Regions from separate parts of the Danio rerio genome. Here region 1 is linked to region 2. Evidence: chromatin contacts called from public Micro-C data. All regions are on one chromosome and are shown on one strand. The core of a region is the stretch at or near the end of the contact, and the rest is flanking DNA. Distances in the headings are between cores, read along the strand shown.

What was found. A called contact is a pair of places that touch in the nucleus more often than the background predicts.
Region 1: a Micro-C map of caudal fin shows a contact between it and region 2, with 8 times the contacts expected there. The contact joins the enhancer-like site here to the promoter of plcl1 in region 2. A contact is called at or near these places in 4 of 18 Hi-C or Micro-C datasets (caudal fin, embryo and an unstated tissue) and 2 of 4 datasets of contacts at active chromatin or transcription factors (caudal fin and embryo).

The regions. Positions count from the first base shown.
Region 1 is chr9:34,120,522-34,124,527 of GRCz12tu, forward strand. plcl1 (phospholipase C like 1) reads left to right here. Exons shown (of 8, transcript XM_001921763.9): 4 at 1,253-1,615. Among named protein-coding and RNA genes, the nearest start is that of plcl1, 84 kb to the left of the region's middle. Within about 2 kb of position 1,295, at least 2 of the 62 cell types and tissues checked have an H3K27ac peak or open chromatin away from gene starts, as enhancers often do. A contact at or near this core is called in caudal fin, where this site is marked.
Region 2 is chr9:34,035,697-34,039,601 of GRCz12tu, forward strand. It overlaps plcl1 (phospholipase C like 1), which reads left to right and starts at 2,491. Exons shown (of 8, transcript XM_001921763.9): 1 at 2,491-3,207. The coding sequence starts at 3,034.

The sequences.
Region 1 (4,006 bases), core at 45-2,544, 84 kb after region 2:
CCCAAGATTCTCACAAAAATAAGTCAAGTTTGGTAAAGGAAAAATTATGATTTTGGGTTAAACTCGGTATGGGGCCATGCAAGAGATCTGCAGAGTGCAAACTTCAGCCTTCACATCAAAGTTCTCAAAGGCAAAGAAGGTCAAGGTGCTCCGGGATTGGCCAGCCCAGTCAAAAGATATGAACATTATTGAGCATGTCTGGGTTGTTCGTAAAACTTGGATAGGCGACAAGACTTTTGTCAGGTAGTGTATGGGTACAGAGACAGTTAAAAGGTAAAAAAAAATGTCACTTTAACATATTTATGTCACTTATGTAACTTTAATATCTTTTAAAGAGTGATACTCAATCAAAGTACAGTGATCTTTATATGTCATAATATTTACTTATTTGGGTTTTAGCATGAAATCATAGTCTCAACATGTAGTCTTACAATGGCACATGTCTGAAATCATGGTAATATTTTGCTAAACTTTAGTTTGTGGACTTGATTAAATTGGAGCATCCATGTATACAAACATGTTGTTCTGAGATGCTGCAAACCTGCCGTGAACTATTTTCTGTTGTTCAGAGTTCTGTCCAGGCGCCTGTGTGGGTGTTTTCTACCAGCTCAGGCATTTTATCTTTGTTGTCTGTTTTCCTGCCAGATTTTCTCTCTGCATTTGTTTAGTATGAATATGCATAGTCAGAGTGACATAACTATTTTTTTGTCTCACTTGTTTTGCTTGTGTATGTTAGTGCATGCTTTTGGCCCTGTACTGTATACACACATGAATATCACCTACATATCATGAATATGCTTAGACACACACATCTTAATGAAAGACTGTACTCTATGTTTTGTTGGAGATATTCAAATGACCTAATTACATATATAAAAATTTTTTCTGTCACAAGAGAAGCAATGAAATTCAAATACTATTAAGCTACATTATCATTTTGTAACAGTTCCACGGTTATATCAATGCTCCTCAAGATGTATGATTTTAATAGCGTCCTTGCTAATTTATGTGCGAGTTTGTCCTACATAACCAGGTGCTCAAGTGATGTTGTGTGTGCATGCATGCTAAGTATTTTCATATTTAAATAGATTCATGCAAATGGTGTTTTAGCTATCATATTCTGTGGTGTTATACAGTTTGCATGCTTCATATTTCAGAGGGTCTTTTTACACACCCTAGAGTTTAATTGTCTTTATGTCTGCTTGTGTAGTAGTTGTTGCACACAAATACACTCACTGTTTTCTCCTTCCAGGTGAACATGCCTGAACTAGCCCTGCTGCGTTTCGTTGTTCTGGATGATGATTATATAGGCGATGACTTCATTGGCCAGTACACCATCGCGTTTGAGTGTCTACAGCCCGGTTACAGAAATGTGCCCTTGCTGGGCCTCGCTGGAGACCCTTTGCCCCATGCCAGCCTGTTCATACACATCGCCATCACCAACCGCAGAGGTGGAGGAAAGGCTCAGAGACGGGGTCTGTCCGTCCGCAGAGGTGTGCGGCGGGGACGAGAGTATGTCACCCTGCGTAACACAGGCATCAAAGTGCTGGATGACACTTTCCGGCCTGCCAGTGGGCCTCTGCGAGAGGCTACAGACCTGCGGGAGGATGCAATGGTAAGTAAGGTGGTGCATGTTCAGACAACAGTAATACTAGCAATTTGACTTGAGTAATTGCCAGCTGCACCCTGCTGAAAATACCAGGTTAGACAAGAAGGAATTTCCATTTAGGTTCAGTTTGGATTATGCTGATTAGTGGGAATGCTTTTTCCATGTGATGCTGTGTGGTCAAGGAGTCAAGGAAGTGTAGCTGGTTTAAGGGTTAGTTCACCAAGAAGTGAAAACGCTCATTGAACATTTTAGGGCCATAAGACTGAGCCATGTTCAGATTTGATTCAGTAAGTCTTCATAAAATAAATCCATTCATTCATTCATTCATTCATTCATTCTTTCATTTTCTTTTTGGCTTAGTCCCTTTATTAATCAGGTGTCGCCACAGCAGAATGAACCGCCAACTTACCTAGCACATGTTTTACGCAGCGCTTGCCCTTCCAGCTGCAACCCATCACTGGGAAACACCCATACAGTCTCATCCACACTCATACACTACAGACAATTTAGCTTACCAAATTCATCTATATCGCATGTCTTTGGACTTGTAGGGGAAACCGGAGCACCCGGAGTAAACCCACGCCACCACGGGGAGAACATGCAGCTGCCCATGAGCTGTGCACTGCAGACGCAGTCAGTGTGAAAGGCAATTGCCTGCGCGCCTAACTTACCTAGTTATCAAAACTCTTATGTTTAGAAAGAAAATCTTTTTCCGTTAAACAGAAATTGGGGGAAAGATATACAGGGGAGTTAATAATTCAGGAGGGCCAATAATACTGATTTTAATTGTATGTAGATAAATAAAGCCCATTTGGTATGGATACTCAAACAATGCCTTCATAACCTTTTCAAATATTCTAAAGAATGATTACCTGGACCAACAATGGATTGCTCTATTAAAAATGGATGTGCCATTTAATTTTTGAAGACTGCCAATGTTTTATAGGTTTGGAACAACATGTCACTAAGTAAATTTTGTCTATTTTATATATATATATATATATATATATATATATATATATATATATATATATATATATATATATATATATATATATATATATATATATATATATATATAATTTCAAATAATTATATTTCAATATTCTATTCATTTTAATATCCTATTTTATTTATAAATATATTATTTTACATTAACTTTTAATTTTGACATGTTTTATTTTTTGCCTAATCATGGGCTTCAGTGTGAACATTTTTACTGATGTGTTTTCCCCTTGTATTTATTTATTACACAAAGCTATTATCAGATGATGCCAAATTAGGGTCAGCGGGCTACTGCTTTGTCCAGAATGATGGCTGTGTTAACGAGCTAGACCTGTCTAAATAATACATTGGTTTTGAAAAAGTGAGCAAAGCAATTAGGTTGCTTTTTTCAGTGCTATTAGTGCTATTCAGTCGGCCGTGCAGATAATTGGTGCTGTTTGAGTAAATATGGCTTGTTTGCTAATAACATGACCATGCCAGATACTGAAAACGGATATTGTAGTTAGAAATAGGAGAATTATTGTTTGAAATACTGTCTGAAATGTACACAAGTCAGTGATCCCAAACCTTGAATCTACTCACCTAAAGATTTCTGACCTCACACTTATCACAGTCTTTTGATAAAAAGCCACAGACAGATTTCTGATCATTTTATTGAATGATAAGCTAATGTAGCTGACATGAAATTCCAGCATGGCTTCTGAACGTGTAAAAACAGACACCGCCACACCTCCATGCTGGAGTATGGCCATCCATTGTGGGAGCAATGCTTTGTTTATGTGATACCTTCTTGGGTTAAGCTTAACTAAGCCATGTAAATATTCTCAGTCACACATTTCTAGCATCCTTGTATACAGATCTAAAATGTAGGCAATCCCTAGAAATAAAACCAAGCAAACAAACAAAAAACTCTGCTGATATTTTATGTGACAGTAAGTGGAGGAGGGATGCAGGGTAAGGTATCAGTGGGTTCAGGTGACAGAACTGGGATCAGATGCCACCACTGTCTGTTGTGTGTTGAGGGAGAAGAGTTACTCTCTACATCCATAGTTACTTTGTTCACAAAATCCCAGAGATACAAGCAAAATCACACTGTTGCCAAAAAAGCAACTAGACCCTTGCACCTTGATTTTACTGATTTATTAAACTGTTACCACACAAAAACAGGAGATCATCCCATGTCTAATGATTTTAAGAAACACTTTACTTTTTTGAAAATAGGCTCATTTTACAACACCCCTAGAGTCAAACTGTTGTGTTAACTAAAATGAGTTTTAACATTTCTGAATCCATTCAGTCAATCTCCAGCTCTGATGAGAGCACTTTTAGCCAAGGTTAGCATAGATCACTGAATTGGATTAGACCATTAGCATCTTGCTCTAAAATGACCAC
Region 2 (3,905 bases), core at 1,241-3,740:
TTCGCCTCACAGCAAGAAGGTCGCTGGGTTGCTCGATCCTCGGCTCAGTTGATGTTTCTTTGTGGAGTTTGCATGTTCTCCCTGCGTTCGCGTGGGTTTCCTCCGGGTGCTCCAGTTTCCCCCACAGTCCAAAGACATGCGGTACAGGTGAATCGGGTATAGGCTAAAATTGTCCGTAGTGTATGAGTGTGTGTGTGGATGTTTCCCAGAGATGGGTTGCGGCTGGAAGGGCATCCGCTGCATTCCACCTGCATTCAAGGACACAATTCCCAAATAAAACCTGAGGATTAAAATATTCATCATGCCCAACAATTTTCCATCCTGTCTTTTAGAGATGCATCAACTTATATTTACACTGTACATATAGGTTGCCAAACCACACTGTGATATCATACACTGTAAAAAGTGATTAGTTACTTAAAGCGAGTAAACCAATCGCCTTAAAAGCAACACGTTGACTTTACAAACCCATTGCAACTTGCAATGGTTACCCCCCCCCCCCTAGCTTTTCTGTATCTAGTAAATTGACATACAATAAATCTGCTCTTCCAGACTCCAGTAAATTCAATACAGGCTAATTGTAGATTTTATAGACTTAATGAACCACCAAATATGTAATATTGTGATAATTACAGTAATTGTTTAAAAACCAGACTAAAATAGCCTGACACAGTAAAAAAGGATTAGTTGACTTAAAAAAGTAAGTACAATTAGCATAATTATAAAAATGAAGTCAACTTAATAGTATCACATTACAATTGGTTTACTACATTATTTTTTACAGTGTATCTAACAACTCAACTCAACTCTAACAAGTCAACTTGTTGCTTTTAAGGCAATTGGTTTACTCATCACTTTTTACAGTGTATCTAACAATTAAGTTAACTTAATTGATTTGTGTTTGGACAACATAAAAAAATTGTGTGGAACCCTGGATTTTTTTTTTTTTTTACAGTGGAATTAAGTAAACACTTCCACATTTTATGTGAGGTAATTAACAATAAAAATCATGAATATTGTGGAGTTGGATGAAGACTTGCTTTGGTTTTTCAAACTATTTTGCCCTATAAACTGTTAACTTGAACAGGCATGTTCAAAATCTTACACCAACTGTCTACTTTTGACTGAACGGGTGGACTAAAACTGGCCTCCTCTTTTACAGTGTTGTCACAAGTTTCCATTTAATAACCCTTTGTGCTCAACATTTAAGGTGTGGCAAAGCAAAGTATTACTTTAAAACACTAATCAGTCTTAAAGTGTATATTTAAGTTCTTCTTAATGACTGTTCTCATAGACGGGGTTTAGTTTAACCGTGGCAACATAACGCCAGGGGAAAATCTGCATGATAGTGTCAGAGGTTTTACCTTTATGCTAATGACCCTCGGGTTTACTCGACTTTTCACAGAAGGCTTGCATCTCAAGCGAGCCTTCATTCTCCTGGGACATTATTTGGCTCGTCACAAGCTTTCCTCAATGTTCTTTGACTCTGCATTTCTGTGTGACTTTTACACTCATGCAGAAGACACATCGAGGTATCATTTAGGATCACATTCATCATGTAAGTGTTAGAGGCCTCGTCTCACTGTGATCCTGCTCTCTGTCTTCTGTAAACAGGCCATATCTAATAAAGGAGACTTATACTTGCTGGAACCATTTTGTCAGGGACTAGCAATGACTAAAACAAATTCTCACTTTAACTTTAGACTTTGGATACTTCTAGTATTTTATACATTTTTATATTACGTACACTTTAAAAATGCTGAGTTACACACAACTCCTTCATGTTGTCCCAGCACAAATCGATAAAGTTAACTTAATAGTTTTTACAAATGTAAGTGGATTGAACATAAGACAATTAAGTTGTCCCACCCTAAAAACACTAAATAATTGTGTTGTTTTAACTCATATAAAAATGAGTAGTTTAACAATAACAAGCAACAAAAGTCATTTTTGGAGTGAACTGCTTATTCATACTGGAGAAATTGTTATTGTGGATATGTATTTTTAAGGAAATGTTTGTTTTGTTTCTCTGTATTCATGAATAATAGAGAATTTTTAAAAACTTTGATCCTATTTTATATTTTATGTTTGCATATGTTATGTTATTAGTCATGTATCTGCTCAGTTGTGATATTTTAGTACCATTGACACGTTATTATGATTGAATATTAAAGCATTGTTATTAATTTTCTAGGTTTATGTTTACAATTTCAGCGTTATCTAACTATCCCTTTTAATAGTCCCCAAACAGGCTACTTCGGAAAAGTGATACCCCAAACTTCCCTGCTCCCAAACATCTGGTAAACCCAAAAGAGTTGCATTCCTGAGGCTCGTACGCAAAGCTCCTCCTCTTTGAAAGATGAGCGATTGGGTTTTATGGAAATTCGAGAGCGTCCGATTGGTCGCGGCGCCTGTCAGTCACGAGCTTACGGACGCGAGGGGCGGGGTTAGCGGACCTATGAGGTTGTGCCAGTGTCAGTAGCGTTCCTCATTCTTCACTAACCAAACAAATACACGGTGAAGGTGAGGCGAACAACATCCACAACCAAATACTCCGGCGTTTCTTTTCCATCATGCTGACACAGAACGCGCACGTCTGGGGTTGTTTTGATGCCCGATAATATTTTGTGACCCGCAATCCCTCCGTTCTCCCGCTCATCATTGAACAAATGTGCATTTTTGCACGTGTTACGTTCAGTTTGTTTGGATCAGTGAGTGAAGTTAAGAAGCGGCGGTGCTTTTTAACTTGTTGCGCGGTGATGCAAGTGTCCTCTTGCGCAAGAGAATGATTCATGAGCCAGTTATTATACGTACGATTTCTTCTTCGAGCTGTTTGACTGGCAAAAGTTGCTTTAGGATGGGCTCAAGGAACGAGGTCCATTCTCAACCTGCCATACAGTCTGCGCATTTAAGTTAGAATTTGGACTACCGGAGCTTCCCAAAGACGCAAGAGTTGGATGTGGATGTTCTTGGGTTGAAATAAGTGCATATAAGAGTAAGTTATATTGATTTCCTAACCAACTGATCCTGAAGATGTCGGAGTCTTACGAGGACGGGGTGTGCGGGGATGGAGCTCCGGACTTCATCCCACCGAGAGCGCTTCGATCAGGCCGGCGGAGTGGAGTCGCCGTGCCGCTGGTGGAGCGCGACGAGGCGGCGCTTCTGGAGTCGGTGAAAGCGGCACCGAGGAGGAGCAGCATCATTAAGGTAGTAGCAGAAACACGCCAAGAGTTGTCAAGAGTTTGGGGGTGTGAATGATACTCGGTCAGTTTAAATGAAACTAAATCACGAATGTCTGTTGTGGAAGAGAGTGAGAATCTTGTAAACAACAGCCTGTGTCCTTGGAGTTCATACAGGTTATGACAGGTTCAGGAGTTGCCTGGGGCTCTGTGACTTGATCAAGGATGTAATAGTAAACCTGTGACAACCTTTTACTTACCAGCCTAAATTACTGATGCATCAGGGTGGTGTAGCCCAGTGGTTCACAGCTGGTTTTGTTTAAGGAGCCATTTATTGCATTAAGTGGCAACATAACGCTGCACAAAAACTGCCTTTCGTACAAATAAACAGTCATTTAATAAATGTTGAGAATGAGAGAATGCAATTCAATCTGTCCACAGTCACTGACATCTGGCCAGATGTAAGTAAATACAAAGTAATTTGTGGCAAAGTAGAGATTGAGTAAATATACAGTATATGATGTCCTTTTAGATTATTAAAATTATGCTATTTATTTTGCAGTGCTAACTATAGTTAATTGTATTATTAGCTTTTTAAGCTTAGTTAACGAAAAGTGAAACATCAGGCCATCAAAGCAGTATAGGTGACCTTTTTTAATCTTCAGTAGAGCATTAAAACAGATTTTTAACAATAGTCTTTGGTAATTACATGAAGTACAATTAAGA